Regions from separate parts of the Anas platyrhynchos genome. Here all the other regions are linked to region 2. Evidence: chromatin contacts called from public Hi-C data. All regions are on one chromosome and are shown on one strand. Each heading gives the region's core, a stretch centred on a gene start, on an enhancer-like site or on the middle of the called end of the contact. The rest is flanking DNA. Distances are from core to core; before and after follow the strand shown.

Evidence for each region. A called contact is a pair of places that touch in the nucleus more often than the background predicts.
Region 1: a Hi-C map of subcutaneous adipose tissue shows a contact between it and region 2, with 2.2 times the contacts expected there. The contact joins two enhancer-like sites. A contact is called at or near these places in 4 of 8 Hi-C or Micro-C datasets (liver, skeletal muscle and subcutaneous adipose tissue).
Region 3: a Hi-C map of subcutaneous adipose tissue shows a contact between it and region 2, with 2.6 times the contacts expected there. The contact joins two enhancer-like sites. A contact is called at or near these places in 3 of 8 Hi-C or Micro-C datasets (liver, skeletal muscle and subcutaneous adipose tissue).

What each region holds. Positions count from the first base shown.
Region 1 is chr5:37,550,397-37,554,893 of IASCAAS_PekinDuck_T2T, forward strand. All of the region lies in intron 11 of RAD51B (RAD51 paralog B), which reads right to left. Among named protein-coding and RNA genes, the nearest start is that of ZFP36L1, 150 kb to the left of the region's middle. Within about 2 kb of position 1,450, at least 5 of the 8 cell types and tissues checked have an H3K27ac peak or open chromatin away from gene starts, as enhancers often do. A contact at or near this core is called in subcutaneous adipose tissue, where this site is marked.
Region 2 is chr5:37,382,162-37,386,344 of IASCAAS_PekinDuck_T2T, forward strand. No RefSeq gene overlaps it. Among named protein-coding and RNA genes, the nearest start is that of ZFP36L1, 20 kb to the right of the region's middle. Within about 2 kb of position 2,675, at least 5 of the 8 cell types and tissues checked have an H3K27ac peak or open chromatin away from gene starts, as enhancers often do. A contact at or near this core is called in subcutaneous adipose tissue, where this site is marked.
Region 3 is chr5:37,630,424-37,634,551 of IASCAAS_PekinDuck_T2T, forward strand. All of the region lies in intron 9 of RAD51B (RAD51 paralog B), which reads right to left. Among named protein-coding and RNA genes, the nearest start is that of ZFP36L1, 230 kb to the left of the region's middle. Within about 2 kb of position 1,533, at least 1 of the 8 cell types and tissues checked has an H3K27ac peak or open chromatin away from gene starts, as enhancers often do. A contact at or near this core is called in subcutaneous adipose tissue, where this site is marked.

The DNA of each region.
Region 1 (4,497 bases), core at 200-2,699, 170 kb after region 2:
TACTTCTTAGGCCCTATCGGGTTCAGCACTGAATGCCCTCTGAAGGCTTAGATATGCTCTCACGCTCAAGGATCAAGATACTATCGCTGTGAAAGGTTGGCAAAGTTTGCAGTATGCTGCGTGTTTGGGCAATATCTGAGTATTTCTGTTCCCAGGGCTGTCAATCTGACATCTAAGCAAGAAAACATATAAATCAAACCAATAATGTCAGCTCCACTGTCTAAAGTTTCAGAAGGCCAAAAGATTTTTTATAAGCTTTATTTACTATAACAGGGCAATGAAGATCTGGCAGTGACCAGGAAAATAATTCCTATGTAGTTAAGATACACCAGACCAGGAGGAAAAATGCAGTATTTAGCTAATGAGAACCAGTGTACAAATACTGATTCAAATACAATTATCTTTATACCAGTCTGTGAATACACTGGTGTCCAGACAAAGAAATTCCTTAAATATAACTGCATCTAGTCTTTCATGGGTTTTAAGTTAGATTCATGCAAAAGTGAGCATACAGAAATTCCTAGCTGGTTTTGAGCCGACTGTCCAACACAAGAGGAAAGAGTGCCATGACATTTGGAGCAATCATCTCCCAGAAGAGGTATAAAGTTGAGATCCAAATTCCTACAGCTGGTTTAAGAAAAGAGCCCTTGGAAGTTCTGCAAAGACATTATTGTTAGTGCTCTGGACAAATGTAAATGCATTGTCATTTCTACCAGCTGGGCAGCTAGTTTCTATGGAAAAGGACTGCAAACAGTGTGCATTCAGTGCCTAGGTGCCTATGCAACAATGCAATTGTCATACAAGAATTACAATACAGCTATAAAACGTCAGTTAAGTCAGGCAATCCCAATAGCAAATTCAAGCTGGGCAGCCGAAGCACCACTTGACACAGTACTTTATTCTGCTTCAAAGCTCCATTCTTTTCAAATTCTCTCTAACATGTCTAATGAAACAGGCAGTCTGATGTGCTCAGAAGGTCATCAGTTTCTACCCAGAGCACCTCCAAAATGTAACAGGGCCTTGATTCCATTGCCAGTGTAATTTTGTTCTTTTTACTGGGTCTCGATCAAGTTGCATTCATGAGAACTGCAGGCTAGGTCAACATGTACCTCGAGGCTGTCTGGATTCTGTTAAGCCAGGCTTTTTGACCAGATCCTCTTCTCCCCCTTTTTACAAAACACTCAGCAGAAAAATAAAATAAAATCTCTCTCTTCTGCAAAATTAAAATAATTAAAATAAATTCCTTTTATCTCTCTAATTAAGTACCATCCTGTATTTAGTCAGTTGACAGCACCAAAGAATGATTTTTCTGTATTCCACAATGTCATCCTCCCTGCCTGGATCTATTCAAAGCCTCTTGTACATATTTAATCACTCCTAGCCAGGCCTGGCTAATGAAATGCAGGGCCTTGCCCTGACCTGACCTTGCTATTTCTATTTTGGCTCAGCACATCCTCTGCTAGTTGGTTTAAAAAAAAAAAAAAAGTTGTTTCTCTTCTCTCTTGGACTTAAAGGTCCTGTTACTGGCAGGGGGTATGGTCAAGGACACTGCTGAATACAGAATGAATGACTGAATGATTGTGAACCCTGATTTGCAAAACTCCTGCAAGCCCAAAAAGGACCACAACAACTTAAGCACAAAGTTTTTTTTCCCCCTTTTTCTCTTTGGCTGGCAAGGACTGGTGGTCACTGTTCAACTACAGTGAATGGCTTATGGCTAGAAAATTCTGTAAGAAAAATGGGCAGCTCAAATTGTTTGCAGCAGTCTTTTATAAAGCACTGGTATTCATTCTATGGTTTTGGGCACTTATTGCAACTAGAGATGTTCTTGGTTTTCCCCTTCTGCCCTTTCTATTTGCCAATACTGCAATTTAAAATCTATTTTCCCTTTCTGAGAGCTCATAAAGAAGTGTGATCCCATTTATGACCACTTAGGAAACACTGGATATTGGGTTAGCCCATTTGTCACATGATGTTGGTTGTAGGAATTTATCAACATGCCAATCAGAAGTCAGAAATGTTTCCAGTGTACAACTGAACAACATTTACACGGTGATTCATGTGGTCTCTTTAAGCTGAGTTTGTTTTCGAATAGTTTATGATTTTGTTGGCCATGAGTTTTGGTGTTGTTTGACATACTTAGTTACTGGATGAACCATAAACCACATTTGAAGTCAGAAAGAGCATGGGATATCTTTCTATTCTTTGTGTGTAAGCAGTGCCTTACATTGTGGGGCTCTGGATACTGAATAGGGGTCACAGATGCTATTACCAAACAACCAACAACAGCACAAAGTTCTGTAGGTACTCTGGCTGTCAGAAAAAGCAGGCTCAGCAGCTCAATTCTTCGTTGTTCTTCCAATTATATATCAATGGAGTCATGCCAGAGGAAACAGCAGTAAATAAGACGAAGATGCCTTTAGCTAGCTATCCAAAAATAATGCCCTATGTCCCATGGGGCACTGTCAGCTATGGAACCAGGGACGTATATAACATTTCTAATGGCCAGAATCAGTTTAACAGGTCCTTATGAGCTCTTCTGCATGTACTGGTACTAAGATAACAAGAGTTAGATCTCCATTTATAAGTCTAGTCTTTTGTCAGCTCAACTAAAACAAACAGGTTCAAGTTGCAACATCCTGTTGAATAGAAGCAAGTAGGACTTCTAGGCACTGCTTGAAAGAAGAAATGTTAAAATCATGTTTGCAGTCAGCAGAGTCAAACAATACAGCTGTGTCACCTTCCTCCTAATGCTGTTTATCATGTTCTTTTGTAGTCTGGTTTTCTACACAGACAACGCTTTTGCAATCACATTCTGTATCCCAGTCTATATAACCTTTTCAGCCATTGATTGCTTTCAGCCAAGTCTGGAAAATAGCAGGGGTCCTCAAACATCTGTGAGGTCACAGAAATTGAGTGAAAATAGATGGCTGAGTAGAGAAGAAAAGAAAGTTCCTGTAGATGTTAGTAGACTGCCTGAAACCCAGAGAGAGGACTTCTCAGTATGACAAGTGCAGGAGAATTTGTAGATGTAGTCAACCAACCACAAAGTGCAGCTCCGTACAGATTTGTAACTTCCTTTAGTCGATGTCCTGTGGGGTTAGATGAGCAGCAGAACTAACACAGAAGTTGGCTTTCAGTTGGCCAACTGCTGGTGACCATAAGTTGTGAGATCAGCAGTAGTGAAACCTGACCATGGCCTTATGAGGCCCCAGTCAAACGTCTGCACCTGCTAGGCCTCACCCAGCAGGAGAGCTCCTTGGTGGCATGCACCAGGCAGCAAACACTACTTAGGCCAACTCTAATCAAGCACCAAACTGTCATTAAACCAAAGGCAAAGGCAACATTCAGCCACTTTTTTTTCCTCTCTGCCACTTTTCCAAGCAGATTTTTGACCTATCCCAGGACCCAGCACCACTGCAGTTGTACAAAATGGAGTCAAACACACAACACGTAGAAAAAGCACTCTCAGATTAACTGTGTCTTTTTTTTTTTTCTTTTTGGTGTGTATGTGCATTACACAGCCTGCTGCGGGCATTTTTGTCATGATTTTCTGCTACAGACATCGAGATTTTTAAGAGCTGAACCTCTCTTTGTAGGCTGTTCCTGAAGTTTGGCACAGTTGGAGAATGCTACCTTGGGGTGCTCCTTCCCTGTGAGCTCTGACGGGATGTTGCAGTTAAGCCACATCCACAGAGCTAAAACCACAGAATTTAAAAACAGCTGTGAAATCCAACTGTGTCTGATCTGCCTTGGTGTTTGGCCTGTCTCTGTAGGGCCAAATTTGTTTAACTCCAAGTAAAAATATGAGTTAGCACAATTCACTAGACGAGGCAAAAGCATTTCTGGAAGATTTTTTTCAACCCACTTGTAACAAACAAATTTGGGCCACTACCTATACATGCCAGAAAAAATGTTTATCTTGCTTAGCCAAAATTGAGCAAAATAGATTTTTTGGCAGCATGGACAAAGCTTTAGGCCTGACTTTTTAAGGTCCCCTCCTAATTCCAGTTTTCCATTCCCCACCCTTCAGAGTTCCTCAGAAGATTCTCTGTCCTTGATGGCCTTTCAGTTTGGTTACTGTCATTTTATTTTTTTCCCCTTATGCTCTTCGCTTTCCTTAACCTTCTTTTGCATTTGCTTTCTTTCTATATGGTTTAATGGAAACATACTAAAAAAAACACCTCATATCTCTGACATTCCTACCCTTTGTTTTACAAAGTATCCTCCCCTAGCCAAGGGTATTCCTTGATACACCTTGATTAAACTTACAATGTATTAAAGTATTGGGAAACAGGAATCTTAACAGTGGCCTAAGACCATCATTCTAAAAAGCATAAGGAAAATTTTATTTAAGTCTTACTAATGCATATACGTCTAAAATATGCACATATACATACAGATTGATAGATATATTTTAATATTCTTGCCACTTCCTTAAAAACTAGCACAGAAAAGATACACAAAGAAAAACAGACTGAAGTGAGAGTTTTGAGC
Region 2 (4,183 bases), core at 1,425-3,924:
CCAGTCTTAGCTACACTTTCAATGGTGCCACTCTTCTAAAGCAGCCTGGTGACAAAGAGGCTTCAGGAAATATTTTCTGGCTTGGTCCGGACAGAATTTCTAGTGGTCTGGGTGTGCCTTCTGAGCTGATGGCTTTTCTGCTGTGTTTTACCATCCGATGGGGAAGTAGCCGTCTTCCAGCAGCCTGGCCAGGGGCTCTCTCCTCAGAAATGCCTTCCCCTGTTGAGCCCTTTGCAAGCCAGCTCACTATGGCAGCCTCGAACTGCAGGGTTCCCTAACCATGTCGGGGCTCTGGGGGGACAGCCCGAGGCAGTGCACCCACCCCTGGTGAAGAGGCACGGTTCTCTTTCCTCATCAGTACTTCTACAGCAAGGGAACTCATCTGGCTTTCTCAGTCCACACACCCTACCCCTCATCCACTCCCCCAAGCACAAACAGGGGCTGTGAAGTGACTCCCCTTCAAGATGAGATCCCTCCACTTGAGGCCAGAACAGGTGGACTCCAAGTTCCTGGAGGTGTGGATCAGCTCCCAGACTGCCTGGGCCCCTGCTCCTGCTGTTTGGCAACATGGTGGTAAGTTGTTCAGTCCTCCTGTGGCCCAAAAGGTGGCAAAGCCCTGCTCTTGGATTTGTCTTATCCATTTGTCTTTGCTGGGAGTCCAGCACATGCTGCCTTACCCTTTCCGGTACCTGCTGGACTGATGAGCGGAGAAGACAGTAATGCTCATGAGCTCCCAATCAGCCCAACTTCCCATGGGCATTACTTTCCCAGGGTCTGGAAAACCTTGGGCAAACAGCACAGACCATTTTCAACAGTTTCATCGGGGTTAATGCACACCATGGCTTTCTCCTTGCCTCAGCAGCGATGCCTGTCCCCACGAGCTCTGTCCCATGTCACTCCTCACAGACTGCCCTGGCAGAACTGGCACCACTCTTGCTCCTCCTATGGCACACGGCTAACGCACCTCCACCTTCCACGTGCCCTCATCCAACATCCAGGTGTCACTGGCCTGCTGACAGCCAGCACCCTGGCACCAAGGGCATCTCAGCCTCGCGCCTCCAACCAGGCGGAGGAGGTCCCCTTCACAACCCCTCCTTTACACCACGGGTGTGCTTGCTTTCCTTTTGACTCCAAGAAGCACATTCATGCCATTTTCAGCTCCTGGTTCTCCAGGAACAAATGCCAAAATTGGAAGGGAATGGTTGGGAATGTTATCCCAGAGGTATTCACACAAACACTTTCCATCATTTCATTTACCAAGAAAAATACCCTTGAAAATACTCCGCTAAGGAAAACTTTTCTTGTCTTCGGCACCTCAGGGACTTTCAGCATCTTCTTGGGGCGAGACCTTCACCGGGGGGGTTGTCCCACTTCTCACTTGCAACTGATGCAGACCAAAACAGTGAAGAAAGCAGGGGAAGTGGCCGCTCACTCCGGTGCAAGGGAGCTTCCCGCACTTCAAAGCCATCGGGGCTCTCTGCCGGCAGGAAGGGCTGCGCGGGGACACTGGGCGTGGGGCAAACCAGCGACAAGGAAATTGTGGGGCCGATGGGACGTGAAAGCTGCAAGTGTGTGAAAGGCAGGACGGAAGTGTTGTAGGGGGCAGCCCTATTTTTAGCTGCCTCTTGCAGAACTTTGCTAGCGTTTGCTGTAGTAGGAGAGCTGCTTCTCCTTTCCTTGATGTAAGCAGAGCCGACGACGTTTGGGTCTGTTTTTATTTAGCTACTCACGAGATAGCACTGACTGAAAGGTCCCTTGAACGCTGTGGATGCAAAAACACCCGTGGTCAGAGAGTCTTGGGCAAGGAGAACAGAAAGCATCTGACACTTCCCTGTCTCCATTTCAGGACTGTGAGAGGTAGAAACCGAAGCCGAGGCTGCCAGCATGACTCTTAGTCACATCAACAGGGGATTTTGCAACACAGTGGGTGCAGGGAGTCTGCAAGCAAATCTGGAGTGCTTCGCGAGGGCATTGGATTGGGGTTCCTCTGGCTGTGAGGCCTGAGCAGTGCTGTGCAACCCTCCCTTTCCTGCTCCACTGCAACCTGCTCGGCCGCTCCGGGTGGGTGGGAGGCAGGCAGGGTTTAGCACTAATTAGCATGGAGCACTGTGGGGAGCAAGAGGTGGCCATGCCTACCCTGTACGGGGCTCCTTTTAACGCTTGCATTAACATTAGATGATTCCTACGCCCACTGTAGGGAATATCCTACAGGGAGAGGCCATTCCTAAGCCAGGCAAGAGAGGACATTAGGCAGCCGTGCAGAGGAGCATGAGACGAGATGTGGTTGTTCTGCATGGGGCTGGAACCACCAAGGCAAGCTCCAGACTGGATCCCACCGCTGGCAGTTCGGCTCAGTGTGACTTGCAGTGTCCAGCTCAAGGTCAGGATGGGAAGGACGGTGTCCAGACCTGTATAACCAGAGCCTGTTGCTGCTCTCAGTATCTCATCCCTGCAGTGGGTAGACACGTGGATAACGTATATAGCCCCTTCTTAAACTGGATTGATTAAGGCAGGATTTGCAATTCTTGAATTGATGTGTATGGAGGAGTGCTTCGTACTGTAACAATTTTATTTAGAAATGATAAGTCGTTTATAAGGAGGTAGTGAGAGGAGTAGGTTATTGACAGCGCCATTCCTGTCCAAGGGAATGTGCTGGAAAGTCACTTTGTCCTCTAGATGGCACCCCTATTACTCACACATCAAAAAGTTAAAAAAACAGACACGCCTTTCTTTTAAACGCTCAATTTACAGACAGGCCGTGCAGTTTAGTAGTTTGGACCAAAACCTACGGGCAATCAAGATTACAGGAAAACCGACCATGTCTGGGTTTTCCCCTCTTCTTGTTCAAAATAAGGAATATGGATTTGCCTTCCTCTGGACTCTGTACTTGTCGTTACTGGGCTGGGAGTTGCTACCTGGGAATTCATCCTGAAATTTCTGCAGTTGTGTGGGAACCAAAGAAGAGCTGCGGTGCTTTGCTTCGCCCTCCAGCCCGCACACATTTGGTCAGTGCCCCGCCTGATGGGCGAGCAGCTCTCCTGGGTGAGAACCAAGGGCCTCCTCAGCGAGCAGGAAGGTCCAAGGCTCCGCTGCTGTATTTGATCTTTAGGGATGTGTGGTTGTGAACTTCGACAGAACCAAAGCCACACTTTGCCAGAGCTATTTGTACAGAAAATTGCTTTATTGTTTCAATTAAAAAAAAAAAAAAAAAAAGGCAGCCAGGCATTTAATGGCTCCCATCTGCAGCCACTCTGTGTAATTCACTTCCCACTTAAGGTTTGAATCCTTCTTTTCTTTTTTTAAGCATGGGGACAAAAAGGGAGCGTTAACGTCCTTAATGTTAATAAATGTATCTTTATGGTCTATTTTAAATAAGAATAACCAGGCTTTTGTTGGAGAAGGGTCGTAAATAATCCGTGTGTGAGTGGAGATGCTAACAGTGGGAAAGAATGCACATGCACAGGAATCTAAGTTGGCTGTTAGCAGAAGTGTTAATGAACTGTCTAATTGATTTAAATGTTACTTAGTTATCCCCATTTCTATATTTCCCGAGAACTCATAGTCAGGGTGTTCTTCCATCATCATAATTCCCTGAGAGCTAATTGCCATAGCCAAAAAGGGAACTGAGGGAGCCAGATTTCAAAGGTGTTTGGCACCTAGAGACAGAGACAGGGGCTTACAAGTCTAAGCTGCACTGAAATCAGCAGTCAGGGCCAATGCCCTTTTGAAATCCAATTAGGCACTTTGCTGGCATTTTTAAGTGCCTCAGTGCCTACAGTACCCCTCCCTAGATGACTTGTATGAAGTGTGTGTCACAGCCCTGCATGAAAAAAAAGTGCATGCAGAAGGCAAATGACATCCACAGATACAGAAACGTGACATTTTTTTTTTTAATTGATAGTTTGGGGAGGCAATAATAAGATAAGAAGGATGTCTTTGCAGGATGCAGTTCTGCCTTGACAGGGCCCTTGGTAAATGGCAAGCTGCAAGCTGGACGTTCCCCCAGCACTCCTGTGCTCTGCTGCAGCAGCTCGGAGCAGGATTCAGTCTCCTGTTCAGGAACATACTGCTCAGATTATGGGCAACTCTCAGATCATGGTGCTGTCAGAGGTGCACTGTACCCTTCCTAGTGACGGGATGGAGCAGAAAGGAGAATAAATACATAAGAAAAAGGGGAAACAAC
Region 3 (4,128 bases), core at 283-2,782, 250 kb after region 2:
AATCACAACTAAATAAAGCCATAAAACCAGAAACAGCTCTAAGTACACTGTAAGGAGCCCTTAGATTAACTGAGTTTGCAATGAATTCTGAAACACAAATAAATTCTAAGCGTACCTTTTGGGTCTTCTGGCAAACAGACTGCATAGCCTAGATTATTACCCATATGGGAGCTTTGCCATATTAAGGGAATTAACGTGCTGCTTGGCTTTTGATAGCATGAGTTCTTAAATGACTTTAAAGGTTCTGGTGTCTCAGTTTTGCTTTCCATATTAAAGCTGGCATAGCTAGCAGTAGTGGCTCATTTTGGAGGACATGCACAATTTCAGCACTGGCTTGGAAGAATGTGTTGCTCAGGGATGCACGTGTTCTCCATTTGAGGAAACCACTGAAATAAATATCACTGAAATAAATATTTATCAACTCAGCTATAACCATTTCCCCTTCATACTGGACAGTGCTGGACAACAGACTATATGGAATGTTAACGACTTGACTATTCATTCTTTTCATATGCCTCATTTAATTGACTAATGTCACATCAGATATACGCGTGGGGGGGACTTTTAAGTCCCACCAGCTCCAGTACAGTAAGAAAATCTGTTGCTTGTGTTTATTTTCCCAGTAGAGATCTACATCCCACTTTCTCTGCAAGGTAAGGAGCTAACTCTCTCAAAAACGATGATTTAGATTCTTATGTCATTATTTCCCAGAGGCAAAGAAAGTGTAACTTCAGGGGATCTGAAGTGTGACTGAATTTTCAGACATCTGTGGTAGTACCTTCGCTTCTCTTCTGCAGGTCTCCCGTTCACACACAGGACTTTTTGTTAGGTTCAGCGACATTCCACACCAAAGTCACATTTCTCAGTGTCTGCTGTGCCTGCTGCCTTGTACAGAATAGCCTTTAATGAATCGACTTCGCCACTAACCCAACAGCAAAAATTCTCTATTATTTTGTGTGCTGTAACAAGGTGGATGTTCCCCTTAAAAGATTTTATCAGTGATGTAATTTCCTAGTACAATCATGCCGGGAGGTGGGGCCGGGGGAGGGAAGAAATATTGTCTGAGATCAGCACCAAACCTTGCCTCATCTCCCAAGGGTGATGAATCACGCACCCTGCTTAGAATAAACATGTCCCGAGTAAAGGGGACTGTTGGATGGAGCAGATGGAAAACACCCTAAGCAGAGGATTTTGTTTGTCTGTAGACGCCAGCCCAATACATAAAGAGGAAAAGTCGCTGCTCTGTGATTAAGTTGCTGTCCCAAGTATCTCTCAACCCCTTCACAAACAACTTTTTTTTTTTCCCCTTTGTAATCCTGTTTGTAAAGTATTCAGATTAGCATTTATCTTTGCGTTGTGAGCATCTTGCTGTTCTCCATGGTCTATCTATTAGCTGGTTAGTACCTAGAAGCGCGTATTTTGCATAAACATCCACTTACGTGATTTTTTGGATGGAGGCACCAACGGCAAGGGAGGTGGGGAGAGAGAGTGTGTGGAAAATGTTAGAATCGGAGAGGGGAGCCAAGACCGAAATGGGGTCAGCAGCAGGAAGGGGAACGGGGTGGAGAGTGTCTGCGTCAAGCTGAACCGCCTGATAGAGGGAACAGCAAACAGGTCAGCGCTAGCAGGGTGTCACGATTAGTCGGCAGGACAGCACGAAGCAACGAGCATGCTGTGGGCATGCGAGGAAGCCACAGGACAGACTTTACAGAACACTTTAAATGGTGTATTTTATACATTTGAAAATTGGATTGGGATAGAATAATACAGTAGAAATTAACTCAGCACTGCTCCACGAGCCATCATGGTTCCTTTTTTCTCTTATTGCTCAAAGACAAGTCCAAAGCTCTCACAGGCAAGGCTGCAGAACTTATAGACAGCTCTAAGCAATTTTAATGCTTTCCTTATGGGGAAAAAGATGCTAGCATGCCAGCTGAAAAGCACAACAGCAAAAGACCCCTTGAAACTTCTTCATACAGCAATGAACAGTTACCTGTTTATGTAATGCTCCTGTACTCCATCAACTACACTAGCTTTTGATAAGTTTCTGATAATCTTTTATTACACTGTGTTGATCATGTTCTCTAAAATCCTCTGTGGAGGTTTTTGTAGTCCTGCTTTATCAGCTCAATCTCAGAGACTGATCTTTTCATGGTTTAACAGGGCTGTAGAGATCAATTGGAAGCTTTAGTACATAGCTGTTAAATACCTCTCCATAAAGACAAATGTTCTCACAGGAGATCCTCCAGATTACTTCCTCACTTCACCTAAGAAGCAAACAGTGACCTGTCTTGGCAGAAGGGATGCTTATTCTAATTAGAAATCTTTCCACAGGTCTACTTCCTCTATCACACAATAAAGCAGTAAGGTAAATTTGAAGGGATGAAGGGGTGAATAGACAACTATGAGGGAGTCAGAAGGTGTTAGAAGGATGATAGAGCCATCTATACCTTTGTGTTCAAGTGATATTAAAAGGGATTAAATGTCCCAGTCAACAAGCACAGAAATACTGGTGTAAATTCAGGTGGAATCCTGACTTCTTGTCTTCTAAACAATGCTTTCCCCATCACCCTCAAAAGCTCCAGTGATTTGATTGCAGGCTCAAGACGGCAGCTTCAGAATTTCATTTTTGTTTGCACTGGGTAGATGCCACCCTTTTTAGTCTCCTTTACTGTGGATTTCACAAATAGTTGCCATCCGCCAGTGGGTTTCAGGCAACTGCCAGGAGAGTCGATTCACCAGCTTGCCAGCCCCCTGCCACGCTCAGTTAGCGATCCATCCCAAGCACAAGGGAGCCTGTGCTTGGCAGAGGCGAGCTGCAGATAGTTGTTCCCTCCTCTCCTTGCTTTCTGGGTTAAGTCTTTCTGCTGACTGATGCTGACCAGATGGGCTCTCGATTTTAATAGTTATGTGAAAAGGAAAAATGATGTCTCCTGATGTACTTGCGCTGAACAGAAAACCCACCTCAGGCTGCAACATGCCAAGAGTTGCCCATTTCAAAACCAAAACAAAAGAGCCTAGATGCTTTACATCTATTGAAGCTGCGGAGTGTTTCACACTGGAACCGTGCATGCACACACACGCACAACAGGCTTCCCAGTGCAAGTGAAGGGGCTTATTAGAGATGAAAGACAGCCTCACATCGCCCCTTGTAAGGGACCATTGTCCCCCTTTCTGCTACAGTGTTCTGTGAAGCTGTGGGAAACAAATGACCTCCGAGCCACAGCACTGTGCGCAAGTGGGAAAGAAAAGGAAGGGGGAAGGGAGGCAGTGTTGTGGGAGGGCCAGCGTCCTCGCTGTCCCGTCTTCCAATGCTGTCCCCACAGTGCCATCCCTGCGCGCAGCATGGGGGTGTTTCTCAGGCCTCCAAGCCTTGCTGCAGCAGCCTGGACAGCAGCAAAACTGGAATCTGAGCTGAGAGAGCAAGGCATCCTCCTCCAGCAGCACAAAGGGTTCTCCCACCTGGCTGTTTCCTGGAGCTTTATGGTTGAAGGTGTGCTCCAGACCTCCTGCTTTTCATTTGTTCCTCTTCATATAGGTACTAAAAAATCCTGCTTCACTTGTAAGATGGGTAGGCAGGAATCAAACAACAGAGAAAGCAACAAGAATTAAATGAAGCACTGAGGAAAAGAGTGAAAGAAGGATATGTGTGGCAGACAAAGGAAAAAGTAGCTACAGCTGATGCTTATCCCACACTATTGAGCTTCTGGTTATGAGGGATGCTCAGAGGAGCAAAGGTGAGTTAAACAGTACTCAAGCACAAGTGAATACAAAACACCCTCATTTATTTTTTCTGGTCTTCTTGTCCTTTTTACTTGCTCTGCATAACCTTTCTTGCTGCCATTTGATCGATCTTTATTCAACCTTCTTTACCTCAAACAGAAGAGATAACGTCCCCCATTATAATCAACACTGCTCTGAAGAGCAAGTGTGACATTTGTGACCACCAGGCTAAATTACTTATTCTACCAACGAGTGAAGTCTAGCATTTTTGCAAGTACATCAGCTGAGGAATATAAATCCCTCAACTTACTGATAAAAAAATGCGTTTTCCTCTCTGCATTTGTTCAAGATTTCTGCCTTGATATTTGTAGATCAGTCAAAACTACGTGTAACACTATGTGACCC